Regions from separate parts of the Zea mays genome. Here region 2 is linked to region 1. The links are chromatin contacts, called in public Hi-C maps. All regions are on one chromosome and are shown on one strand. The core of a region is the stretch at or near the end of the contact, and the rest is flanking DNA. Distances in the headings are between cores, read along the strand shown.

Evidence for each region. Hi-C and Micro-C count contacts between places; a contact is called where the count stands out from the background.
Region 2: a contact with region 1 is called in a Hi-C map of ear, with 2.2 times the contacts expected there. The contact joins the promoter of LOC103649724 here to the promoter of LOC542124 in region 1. A contact is called at or near these places in 3 of 25 Hi-C or Micro-C datasets (ear and leaf) and 1 of 3 datasets of contacts at active chromatin or transcription factors (leaf).

The regions. Positions count from the first base shown.
Region 1 is chr3:14,446,897-14,450,494 of Zm-B73-REFERENCE-NAM-5.0, reverse strand. LOC542124 (single myb histone 6) reads left to right here and starts at 1,598. Exons shown (of 6, transcript NM_001111756.1): 1 at 1,598-1,696; 2 at 2,826-3,036; 3 at 3,195-3,418; 4 at 3,544-3,598. The coding sequence starts at 2,887.
Region 2 is chr3:14,637,057-14,640,654 of Zm-B73-REFERENCE-NAM-5.0, reverse strand. It overlaps LOC103649724 (receptor-like protein 11), which reads right to left and starts at 2,028. Exons shown (of 1, transcript XM_008675459.3): 1 at 1-2,028. The coding sequence starts at 1,946.

The DNA of each region.
Region 1 (3,598 bases), core at 349-2,848:
CACGTATCATCTGGCGCACCTTGGCTTGCGCAGAGACACGTTGGCGCTTGGCCTCGAGGATCTCCTTCTCCTTCTGGAGGTTGCGGTTCTTGATGCGCAAGGCCCGCAGCTGTAGCTGTTCTTCTGCTGAAACGCCGATGGCTTCGCCATCCTCAGTGGCGTCCGCGCCCTCCGGTAGAGCGAAGCCTGGGGGGTTGCGGCTGTCCTCTGGAGCTGCAGGTGCGGAGGCTGCCTTCGGGTGTGGGTTGTTCATTGCGCTGCCTCTTGCTGAGTGCGTCGTCTTCGCAGGCTTCTTGGTGGGTGGTGTCGACAAGGGCCTTGCCCTTTTTCTCGGCCAACAGCGCTGCCTTCGCTGCTTCGTCAACGGATGGGGCTGCCTTCGAGCTAGCTCTCTTGGGTGCCATCGCGGGTGGTTTTTTCGTAGCACGAACGGTGGGCGCCAAATGTTGGAACTCGCCACGAGGGCAGCATCTCCACCATCTAGCGATAGTCGAACTGGTCCCTCAGAGGGCAAATGTTGGGGCGAAGGCGAAGCCGCTACCCTTCGCTCGATGCCTTCGTCGATCTCGCCGCACCAACGGAGGCAAAGCGACCGGCAGTTTCCACCCTTCGTCCAACACGCTGCAAGACGAAGGCCTACGACGAGGTCGCCCCGTCTAGCTCAGTCGGTAGAGCACAAGGCTCTTAACCTTGTGGTCGTGGGTTCGGGCTCTACGGTGGGCGTCAAATGTTGGAACTTGCTCCCCCGAGCAAGATGATCCAACGGGGGAGTGAAAGTAATGCAAAAAGGTTTTAGCTCAGGAAGGCAATTGCTCTGTTAATCCAGTCTCTCAAGGGCACTGTGCAGGGGTATTTATAGGTGCCTGAGTACCCAGCGTCTTGGATTAAGGACGCATGTGCCCTCAGGCGCCTAGGTCATCCCCGAAATATTCCAATAAAGCAGGGTTACAGACTGTCATTACAGAAAAGTCTTTACAAATCGGGCCCGTAATACACTCAGCCGACCGGGGCCTGTTACAATGAGCCGAATTCCGCGTGGGCCTTCGTGTTGGACGAGGCCGCGAGACGGAGCGACCTCGTCGTAGGCCTTCGTCTTGCGGCGTGTTGGACGAAGGGTGGAAACTGCCGGTCGCTTTACCTCCGTTGGTGCGGCGAGATCGGCGAAGGCATCGAGCGAAGGGTAGCGGCTTCGCCTTCACCCCAACAACGTGCTCTCCAATGATGAGACCATACAGAGCGTGACATATATCGAAGTCTGCATGATACTGATGGTTTCAATGTAGTGGTGAAACAGATATATTATAAATAACAAAATTTATGTATGGCCAGAATCACAAATTGATTATGAAACATTTTCTCGTAACGGTATAACACACATTTTATATATAAGTTATCGTAGTATACTAATATTATATATTCTCGTTGCAACGCACGGTCATTCAGCTATCATCTAAAAAGGCTAATATAATAAAAAAAAACTGCGCGCACTGCTGTCACCGCGGCGGAGGGAAAAATCGGGCGTACCCCGGTGCCCGTTCACCGCCGTTCACGCCGCGTGTGCGCTCTGGCTCTGCCGCTCTCTCTCTCTCCTGCGCGTGGCGCAACTGCCGTCCTATACCAGGCGCCCAGGTCTAGCCTCGTCGGTGCCTTCGCCAGGTCTTTCTCGGGCCCTTCGCCAACGACGAGCGCCCGCTAGGTATGTGGATCCCTTCTCTGCCCTACCAGTTGTGAGAAACCAAGCACCCGAACCCTAAGTTAACCTATATGGGTATTTGTATATTCGGATCTGATCTAATTGCATTATTGCAAGCGTATACATGTATTATGCGTACCAACTGCGATTTTTTGGCAGAAAGTATCGGGCGAACATTGTACATTTGCACACCCATGTACTTTACTGGCTCTGCCCCTGAACTCACCATCTTCCTGTGTTGATAATTTGTTAAGTTTGTTTGGATTTGTTAGAAAGGGCACCCATGGAGTTTAAGAAATGGAGATGGTTAAGCAGTTCCTTTCAATGCTCCCATGTTGTCTTATGTCCTACATCAATGTTTGTATTGGTTTGTTTTGGTACCATAGGAGGTTAGTTCATGCTGGCATAGCAATGGAATTATTAAATAGAAATGCACAAGCTTATTGAGATATGATTGGATTGGTGTTCACCACTTCTCTGACAAAAAAAGGCAGTTCTGAATTTGCTTTGTAAGCTCTAGTTTGAAGCTCTGTTTGGTCACATCACAGAGGCCATTTTATGCCATTTTGTCTCATATGTACTCCCACACAGTCACAGATAAGTGATGTTTTGGGTTGTGTGCAAAGAACCAACCTAATCTTGGTCCGCAAATCATTCATAAATATATCACGACAGGAACTAGTAGTCAAAGTTATGTATTCAGGACAGTGCCGATGTCTATAACACCACTTTTGTCCGAAGGGAGTAATACTACGATGGATATCATAATCTCTATTCATGAACAGTAATGGAGCCTTTGGAAATCAGCAAATATCTTCAGTAATTTCTAGGCCTGTACATATTTTTATGTTGTACATTAGACTCCCTCTCCAATATTCGGTATATTTAAGTTGTACTTCAAACCTGATTTTCTTCTTTAGCCAATCATGGCAGGATCTTTTACATATTAAAACAAGAACTTATTTGTGATAAGTTTTTGCACATTATGGATTTGTTTGTTGCCAAAATATTCATGGAATTGAGTTTTCAGATGATTCAATGTTTGCAGCAGTGTTAATCTATTATAGTACAACAGTGGCTATATTCTTTTTTTGTTTTACAATGCTTTAATGGATTGAATTTCACAATCCAGGTTAGAAGGTATGCATTCGTGTTCATAATATTGTATTTGACTAAAAAGACTGGGCCTACGCATGGGGGCTCCAAAACAGAGGTGGACTTCTGAGGAAGAGGCTGCTCTTAGAGCTGGAGTAGCCAGACATGGAGTTGGAAATTGGCGCATGATATTGAATGATCCAGAACTTAGCTCCACATTGCGCTACCGCTCGAATGTTGACCTAAAGGTTAAATCTATTCACTCGTTTTTACGTAAGATTGATTTAGTGAAGGGACTGCCATATTTGGGTATTCCTTGAAATCATGTGTCTTTTGGTTTTCAAATTTCTAGATTCATCTTCAATCTTAATGCTCATATGTTCCTTTTTTATTAATCACTACTTAGGACAAATGGCGCAACATGAATGTAATTGTCACTTCATCGAGTACTCGTGACAGGGGGAGAACTTCCACGAGGAGAACCCGAGCTGCTCCTAAGAATAATGACCAATTGTTGGCAATGAGCACAATCACTTCTGAGGTTGATGATGAGATTGTTGATGTAAAGCCCATAGTATCAATGTCTGTTGAAGGATGGAATACTTCAAATTCAAAGAAATCTCACTCAAGGTGATTACATATGCATGTGTAATAATACATAATTGTGCCGTTTAGCTTATCTCCCTCTCTCTCTTCATTATCTCAATAGAAAACTAGATAGACTGAAGTCTTCACTTACTATTGCTTTAATGCAGGCTAGACAATATTATAATGGAGGCTATAAAGAACTTGAATGAGCCTACAGGGTCC
Region 2 (3,598 bases), core at 779-3,278, 190 kb before region 1:
GCTTCACAGATTGATTGTGGAATTTCTCCGGACAAATTGTTTCCGGAAGCCATGAGAAGGGAAATACCAGTTAAGTGAGAACCAAAATTGAATGGCATGGATGAGAATTGGTTGTTCGAGCAATCAAACAGTTGGTTCTGTGGTCCTGGTATAGGTATAGGCCCTTCAAATAGGTTATAACTAATATCAAAAACAAACATATTGGCAGAAATGACAGAGCCATATCCAATACCACCGCTGAATTGGTTGTGTGATATGTTCATCAAGATGAGAGAGTTGATCCAATTATCCCATGCCCACTGAGGTAGAGTGCCATGGATGTGGTTGTTTGAAAGGTCAAGAACTGCAAAGGAATCCATGTGCCTCAAGGCTTCAGGGAGCTTGGATATGTTACAAGATGCTAGACATAGAGTATCAAAATCTGCGATGGATGCCCATGAAGCATTGTATTCTCCGTCTACTACAGAAAGCTTGTTGTTTGAAAGATTCAATCTGGCTATGTTGGGCATTTTGAAGAACGAGCTGAGCTCGATGGTACCACTGAAACTGTTGGAATGCAAATTTATGATCTGTAGTTGAGTCAGATTAAATAGATGTGGAGGAACCTGGCCAGAAAAGTTGCATGCATACAATTTCAATGTACTCAGGTTCTTGAGGTTACCTATGAATGAAGGTATTTGGCCAGATAAGCCACAGCTCGAGAACTGTAGAGTCTCCAGAGAAGTTAAATTTGCGACCCAAGATGGTATTTCTCCTACCACACCAGCCCCAGAAACCTGTAATGATGTCAACGATCTGAGCTCACCGATCGAAGTGGGGAGGTGCTCCTGGTGTAGGTCGTCAGCTGCTGCAATACCTAATTTCTTGAGGGCTTTGAGATTACTTATTGAACTAGGAATGGGACCAGAGAAGTTAGTGTTGCTACAAAGCAGTTCCGTCATAATACTGGCAGATGAGAAGTTGGGCAGTAGACCGGATACTTTAGAATTATAACTGACATCAACAACCGTCAAGTTTCTGTTCTGGAAGATCCTCATGGGGAACCGTCCTTCGAGGCGATTATAGGCAAGACGAAGAACACTGAGGGAAGGCATGTCAGCGAAGGACTCTGGAATCCGGCCGTACACTTTGTTGTAGTTCAGGTTGATCTTGGTCAGCGAGCGAATGGCTGACAGCGACTCACAAATCGGAGCGTCGATGTGGGTGTTCTGTAGGCTGAGAACCTGGAGCTGGGGAGTGGAGTTAGCGAAGGCACTGCACCACGCTGCCCCGTTGCCAGACAAGTCGACGTTGCCGAGGTGAAGCTCCTTGAGGTTGCTGAGGTTGGCGACGAGCGCTCCGATGTCTGGCTCTACGATAGGCCACCTCCCATCCCCGAGCGGCAGGAAGTAGTCGTTGTCGCCCTCAACGAGGTAGATCCAGTTGGTGAAGTCCAGAGACACCAGCTTGCTGAGCCGCCGCATCCCGTGCGGTATCTTGCCTACGAAGTCGGTGTAGGAGAGGTTGAGGTGGGTGAGCTCGGTAAGCCGCTCGAACCCGGCGGCCGGGAGCTCTGACTCGTTGAAGGTGTTCGTGGACAAGTCCAGGTACCTCAGGGAGGTGAGGTCGAAAAGCGCCGGGTGGAGGCCGTCGCTCTGCAGCCCGCATTCGCCGAGGTCGAGGGTGGTGACGCGGCCGTCGGCGGCGGCGGCGCAGGCGACGCCCTCCCAGCGGCAGCAGTCCGTGCCGTTCCGCCACGACGCGAGGGTGCACGTGGAGTCGGTGGTGGTGGAGATGGAACGCCGGAGCCGGAGCAGCGCCGAGGACTGGTCCGGCCGGCACGGAGCGGCTGCCGGTGGCTTGGTAGTTTGGTTGCTGCTGGTGGCGAGGGAGCAGGAGAGTTGGTGGATTCCAAGGACAACGAACAGGCTCAGCAGGAGCTGCTGGTTGCTGGTACGGGAGACCATATTGAGAGCTCCAGAGTCCAGACTCGTTCCTCTTGTTGCCCACGCCTCGAGGGGTGGCACGCGCAATATCGTGCTAGTGTTTCTTCTCTCTGATTATTTGACTGCATTCTTGTATATAAGTATAAACCATGGCACACGCACACGCACACGCAAGCACAAAACAAGTTCATCTGAACGCATAGTTTATTTCTTAATTTTTTAGTCTTTTCTTTCTCGTATAGAAAAGGGGCTTTGAGCATAAACACCACTTTACTACACTATGGATCCTACAGATAACTTATTACGTCTTACAAATTAGTAAGCACTAATAAAGTTATACTCTACGTGCTATTTATTTGTACAAATAAATAAGCACTACGGATCTTATGTATATTAACGTTAGGTGCTGACATAAGCTACGTGCTATCCAAGAATGCAGAAAAGACCAAAGAGAAGAAACACAACACGGTAGCTACTGGATAATTTATTTAAAAAAAACTAGTGGACAAAATATTAGCTTCATCAACTCCTAATTAGAGGGGAAAACAAATTCTTCTCGCTGCTAGCTACAGGATAGGGATGAGTCAAGTGTGTTTGATGTAACAACTAAAATTTTGCCACTCATAGTGTCGGAGACCATAATTAGGGGTACCCTCAAGACGCCTAATTCTCAGCTGGTAACCCCCATCAGCATAAAGCTGCAAAGGCCTGATGGGTACGATTAAGTCAGGGATCAGTCCACGCGAGTGACTCGATCACGCTTCACCCGAGCCTAGCCTCGGCCAAGGGCAGCCGACCTCGAGAGACCTCCGTCTCGCCCGAGGCCCCCCTTTTTACGGCGGACACATCACCGGCTCGCCCAAGGCCTTGGCTTCGCTCAGAAGCGACCTTGACTAAATCGCCACACCGACTGACCAAATTGCAGGAGCATTTAACGCAAAGGCGGCCTGACACCTTTATCCTGACACGCGCCCCCGGCAGAGCCGAAGTGACCGCCGTCACTCCACCGCTCCACTGGCCAGTCTGACAGAAGGACAGCGCCGCCTGCGCCACTCCGACTGCGGTGCCACTCGACAGAGTGAGTCTGACAGGCAGTCAGGCCTTGCCAAAAGCGCCACGGCGAACTCCGCTCCGCCCGACCCCAGGGCTCGGACTCGGGCTAAGACCCGGAAGACGGCGAACTCCGTTCCGCCCGACCCAAGGGCTCGGACTCGGGCTAAGACCCGGAAGACGGCGAACTCCGCTCCGCCCGACCCCAGGGCTCGGACTCGGGCTAAGACCCGGAAGACGGCGAACTCCGCTCCGCCCGACCCCAGGGCTCGGACTCGGGCTAAGACCCGGAAGACGGCGAACTCCGCTCCGCCCGACCCCAGGGCTCGGACTCGGGCTAAGACCCGGAAGACGGCGAACTCCGCTCCGCCCGACCCCAGGGCTCGGACTCGGGCTAACACCCGGAAGACGACGAAACTCCGCCTCGCCCGACCCCAGGGCTCGGACTCCGCCCTGGCCTCGGCCGAACGACTTCCGCCTCGCCCGACCCCATGGCTCGGGCTCGGCCACGGCCACAGAAGACAGACTCAACCTCGGCTTCGGAGGAACCCCCACGTCACCCTGCCTAGGGCACAGACCCGCCACGTCAACAGGAAGCGCCATCATCATCCTACCCCGAATCG